Regions from separate parts of the Gossypium hirsutum genome. Here region 1 is linked to region 2. The links are chromatin contacts, called in public Hi-C maps. All regions are on one chromosome and are shown on one strand. Each heading gives the region's core, a stretch centred on a gene start, on an enhancer-like site or on the middle of the called end of the contact. The rest is flanking DNA. Distances are from core to core; before and after follow the strand shown. Region 1 has its middle 25 kb from the start of LOC107903554. Region 2 holds the start of LOC107903556 (probable E3 ubiquitin-protein ligase HERC3).

The links. A called contact is a pair of places that touch in the nucleus more often than the background predicts.
Region 1: a contact with region 2 is called in a Hi-C map of leaf, with 10 times the contacts expected there. The contact joins the enhancer-like site here to the promoter of LOC107903556 in region 2. A contact is called at or near these places in 9 of 34 Hi-C or Micro-C datasets (callus, fibers, hypocotyl and 2 more).

What each region holds. Positions count from the first base shown.
Region 1 is chrD05:60,947,843-60,950,721 of Gossypium_hirsutum_v2.1, reverse strand. No RefSeq gene overlaps it. Among protein-coding and RNA genes, the nearest start is that of LOC107903554, 25 kb to the left of the region's middle. Within about 2 kb of position 1,416, at least 2 of the 9 cell types and tissues checked have an H3K27ac peak or open chromatin away from gene starts, as enhancers often do. A contact at or near this core is called in fibers and leaf, where this site is marked.
Region 2 is chrD05:60,865,153-60,868,162 of Gossypium_hirsutum_v2.1, reverse strand. It overlaps LOC107903556 (probable E3 ubiquitin-protein ligase HERC3), which reads right to left and starts at 1,421. Exons shown (of 6, transcript XM_016829637.2): 1 at 458-1,421. The coding sequence starts at 799.

The sequences.
Region 1 (2,879 bases), core at 167-2,666, 83 kb before region 2:
TTTATAGACATAGGAAGTATAAATAAACCTCTACTTGTAATGACTATTAGAGTTCTAAAGTACATTAAACGACCATTTGACGATCGATATGGTAGATTGATACCCATTGACGATTTGAAGAGCATATCTTAGATTCAAGTCGAACTAACGGTCAATGTTTATGAATATTAAATTGTAGAAAATGAGAATAAGAGCATTCGATTAGTGCAAGAGTTACAAAAAAAGAAAGACATGCAATAACTATTTTACTAACCCAATAATTAAAATAAAGTTTTTAAATAATAAATTGATATTTTATAACTTATTGAAGTTGAATGAGGAAAATTTAGTAATATAATGTATAGATTGAGCAGTAAACGATTGTACAAAATCATCACATATGACCAGTGAACCATCCTCGGCTGCGATAATTCACCCCCACCATTTGATTCAAATATTCGATGTTCGTGAAAAGCAAATAGAGTCCAACTGAAGCAACTTAAATGGCCCGCCCATTCACCACTTCATGTGGGCTCAACGTGGACACTATGTTTTTTGATTCGTTATTTCTTTTCAAATATGATCATCTGGGTACGAGGTAGGGATGAAATTTTCAACAACAATATCAATTACAATTTCTTTTTTGTTTCCTAATAATTGTTTATGTTTTCCTTTAATCATGGTTATTTTGGGATGTACGTTTGAGTCAAACTCTAATATTTAAATTTAATAAGTATTCTTATACTGAAGTCAAGGATCAAAGTTGTTATTATAAAGATTTTTTTAATTAGTAACTTGTCATTTGTGATTTTAACGGGGTGATCAAAATGGTCGAACTATGTAACGTCCGTACTTAAATTATGAATTTTTTATTTTAGATAATTAAAATAATATTTTTTTTATAGTTAAATAACTATCTATATAGTTTACCTTTTAACTTAATATAATTCATAAATAACTTTAAATTTTAGCCTTACATTTAATTATGTAGCGATAATATATATTGTATTTCTAAAGATAAAAAATAATAATTACAAACATAAAATATATACAGTAAAACCAGCATGACAATCTTCACTCGAAATGAATGGTTTGAATTTCCCAACAGATAATGTGGAATATTTGTCAACAAAAAAATACCAAACAACAAAACAAAAAAAGATGTTGAAATAATCCAAACAAAGATTCCCAACAGACATTTATAAAATCTTAAATTCCATGTTTTGTTGTTGATGTTTTACTGACAAGTATGGCCGATAAGCTACTTCTCCTCTCACTAAATCTCCCGTATTTTCTTTTCAATATTTTCTTTGATTTACTTTCAGAAACAAATAAATAAATATTGTTGTAAGCTAATTACATTGTTTTTGTGTACTTATCTTCTTCACATGTGAAACGTACGGATCTTCACAGTTCATGATCTGGATTTCCATGTGCGCTTGTCGGTTGGTATTTGTCTTTTCTCTTCTCTACTTTTATGCTTCAATCCAATTATCCAACGTCAGATATTCGAATTTTGTGAAAATATTATTGGGTAAAACTGAGAATCTTATGCTATTAATTAAATTTTAATAAATTAATTTCAATAAAAAACTAAGGCCTCTTCTTCATTAGTTTTGGAATTTTAAGTGTTTTTTCATCATAAAAACAATGAAAAATACTTGAATTTTGTAGTCAAAAACGTAAAAATTGAAATTTATTTATTTTTTGTTTTTTTACATTTAAGAGTGAAATATATCAAAATATTTTTATTTATATATTAATGATTTAAAATATATATAAAAAATTAGATTAATTTATATTTTATGTATTATTTTATTAAATTATTTAAATATAATGTATCATTAATTTTATAAATAATTTATATTAATTACTTAAAAAATATTTAAATTTTATATTTCATGTATCATTATATCACATTATTTAAAATATTTAAAAGCATTTTTGAAATGTAATTTTCAATTGCAATATCAATAGAGAAATACTCCTAAATAACACAATATGCATAATTTTAAATAATGAAATTGAATTTTGCTCCATTAGATTTTTATTTTTTTTAGTTTAAATCAAATGCATCTACAAACTCAAAAAAAATTTAAAAAATTCATCACAATAGTTGAAATTTTATATTTAGAATAGCTCGAAAATCCAAATTAATAGGGCAAATCACTAAAAATTTTAAAATTTAAGAGAAAATTTAGATTAGTTTAATTAAATTTGAAAAGAAATTTTGGATTTAAAAAAACAAAAGAACATATAGATGGATGGTTTAAATACAGAATTCTTGGTCTCTTCTTTCTCCTTTTTATTATTTTATAGAACAACTAATTACTAATGGAAATTCCAGAGAGAATGTCTGGGCAATTGCTGTTTTCTTTTTTTAATTAAGCAATAAATAAATGAACCAACATTAACTGAAACCATGAATTAATATTATGTTAAGCTGCACAGCTTTTTTGTTAAAAACAAATCCCTAGAAACAAAATTTCAAAAAGAAATCACGTGAAAAAAAGTATATTATTAAAACGTCTTGAAATCATGTGCACACTTGATTGACAAAAGTGAAATTGCTAAAATTAGTAAATTACAATCTATTGGATGAGATCACAAATAAAGGACTTCTCTGTTTCTATATATATATAAAAAAAAACAAAGAAAAAGCAAATTAAATTGAAGACCAAACTGAAATGGGTTTGGAGAGGTAAATTTTAGACATATTAAGTTTTTTTTTTTAAATTAGGATTTTGTGTTAATTTTTAAGGAAGTAGGTTAATTTTAAAATTTGAGTGCAATGATAAGATACATTGCACTCTTAATAAAAAATACATTCAAATTTTAGAGATTACATTATTAAGAGAGATCATCACGAACTCTAAACATAAATCGTAAAACGGACATGA
Region 2 (3,010 bases), core at 172-2,671:
TAAAGCCAGCAAAAATGCAACCAAACTAAATACCGAATAATCCACAGTGAAAGCAGGTAGAGTTCAGCCAAATTTCAACTTAAGTTGTAATTTAAGCATTTAAACAATTGTTGCTTCTATCACTTACTTTCTGCTATTTCCTTCATGTTGCCCCGGAAATTGCTTTAAATCATCTATGCTAACCAGTTAAATCATAATTCTCCATATAAAACTAAAAACCAGGCATTTTAATATTCACAAAAACTGAATGTAACTTTAAATTCCTTCAGAACTAGTATTTCTATTTATATCCGAACACACCAAAAAGAGCAAACCATAAGAAACCAAACAGAAACTAAATCCCAACTAACTTCTGAGCCATTTCTCAAGTTAACAGGCAAAAGTACAAAAAATTATTAATTCTAAAAGCAAAATGATCAAAATTAATATATTAAAAAAAAGAAAAAGAAATAGTTACATTGCCTGCAGAGGTTTGGACCATGTCCGACAATTGCTCTACTGATTGCAAAAACCTCAAAAGTCGCTTCCAATTCCCATCACACCGTTCAAAAATGTCCCTTTGACTACTACAATTCATCCCTATATATATCCCATTCGTCATGCACAATTGAAACGCGGCTAAATCAACCAGCGACCTGCATTTCGTGGGACAAACATCGTGACACCCTCCGAATGTTCTCGAAGTCAGCTCCAGCGACACTAGGTCAACGGCACTTAACCGTTTACCGGACGTTAAAATTTCCAAAATTAGATGCGACGGTAGATCGTCAATCGAAAATAACCTACTCCGATCAGCCATTGAAAATTTTTTGATTTTCTTTTAACTGGAAATGTAACGGATTTAGGGTTTCGATTTCTAAGAAAAAGAAACAAGAGAAAAAGAAAAATTATCAAATTTGAGGCGAAATCTTAAGCAATTAAAACAAATTATAAAGAAAGCATCGGAAGGAAGGAGAATTGAGAAATTCAATTGCGATTGATGCTTTGATTGGAAACTAATCATCAGATGGGATGGATCGGATCACTAGATCACCGTTGATTTTCGTTGTTAAGAGAATGAGAAATTCAGAATTTTTTTAAATTAATCTGCATAAAATGGATTTAAAAAACAAAGGATTACCAGAATTTCAAAAGTTTGAGATTGGATTGAAGAAAGAAACAATTAAAGAAAAAAAATCAGTGAAGATCGATCACTACCAAAAGAAGGATTCTTCCTTTCTTGCTTTTTCTTTTTCTTTTTCTTTTTCCACCGAAAAATTGGAAGTGGAAAATTGAGCTGAAAAGTACGTTATTTGTAAAATAATTAAATTAAAAAATGAAAAAGGATATGTAAATAAAGGCATGAAGGAAAAGATACTGCCAACCAAGGTTTTCCGCATTGAATCTTATAGTAGCGGTTTTTTTTTTTTTGCTTAATCATTAAAAAATCTAAAAATAAGCATAATCGGTTCATTTTATAAACAATAATAGTAACTATCAAGTAAACTCGATTTATTTAAATCAAATTTATTTGGATCAAGTTAATTCAAAATATTATTTAAATAAAAATTAAAATTTATATACATATTTTGTCTCCATTAATTCGATTTTTATATGACTTTTCTTATGTTATGGTTATAATTGGTGGGAACATTATAAAAATGATTTTATGTTCTTAAATTAGACAAAACGTAGTTGTAAGCCTGTTTCTTAGCTTGATACATAAGGGGACGGCATATTAAAATCTAAAAATTTGTTTGATACAATCAATCCTAAGATAACCATGTGAAGAGAATCAATAACATCTCAACACGGATGAGAAAGTTTTTTCTTTCAGTTGACGTGTCGAACGAGGATTGGCTAACTGACGCCAAAACCGGTGGAGCTGGGTATTTGTTTTCTGGTTTACAGCACAAAATCTACGAATCGGAAGCTTTGGTCCGTTTTTGTGTTTCGTCGTGGATTTCCACTACCTGTCGCTCTCCCCTTCTATTTTGTCCGAATATTGATTGACACGTGAAGTCCTAAAAACTTGCCACGTGGAAACCACAACTCCATTATTTTAAATATTTTATATAAATTTTAAAATTAGCTATTTATTAGGTTTTTAATTTTTTTTATGTTGATTTTATAGTTTGTATTGAAAGTTTGTGGTTGTCTAATGTGGTTTTTAACAGTTGAAGTAATTGAGGGAGCAAATATAAAATAATTTATGCAAAAGAAATGAGGGATTAAATTGAATAGAAGATAAAATTAGCTTGAATGTTTAAAGAAGCAATAATACCAAAGCTTTAAGAAAGCTATCAATTCATTTAATTGTTTCTAACTCACGTACATATAATGAAAAGTTTACGGCATTTTCCTTTAAATTTTAATATTATTATCCTGAAAAAAATCAAATCAAACATGATACGTTAAAATTTAAGATGAAAATATTGAAATGACAATAAATTGTAGGAAAAGGATACAACTAACATGATATACCAGTTTCATATAATCCTTTTTCATTTATACTTTCCCTAAGTCCGCTCAATGCAAGTCTATTTATACATATATTATTGTTTTAATTAATGTATAAGTTTAGATAATGATGGATGATGATAAGTTTGATTTTTTTTCTAGAGACAATGAGAAGGATCGGGAGCGAGAGAGAAAAAAGTTAGGTTGTCTCTTGCTGCATCAAGAGATGGTAATGGATCCCAAACTGAAAGCATATTTAATGGTCGATAGTCATGTGTCATGATTGCCAGCTTAATTTGTATCACAGTGTCTTACTAATTCACACGTCCTGCTCCTATAATATAAGCCACGGTCAAGTGTGCTTTTGGCATACCTCATTGTTCGATGAACAACTTCTAAATGAGGTTTCTTTGGCTTCTACATAAAGTGACTAACTATTCCAATTGTAAAGGCTATATTCAGTAGCATTAATTTAATTTTCCTTCAACTACACAAAGTTTGGCATTCGTCTCCATTGGTGTTGAAATCGACATCCAATTCTACATCTCGCATTTTGTTAAGATATCTTGTA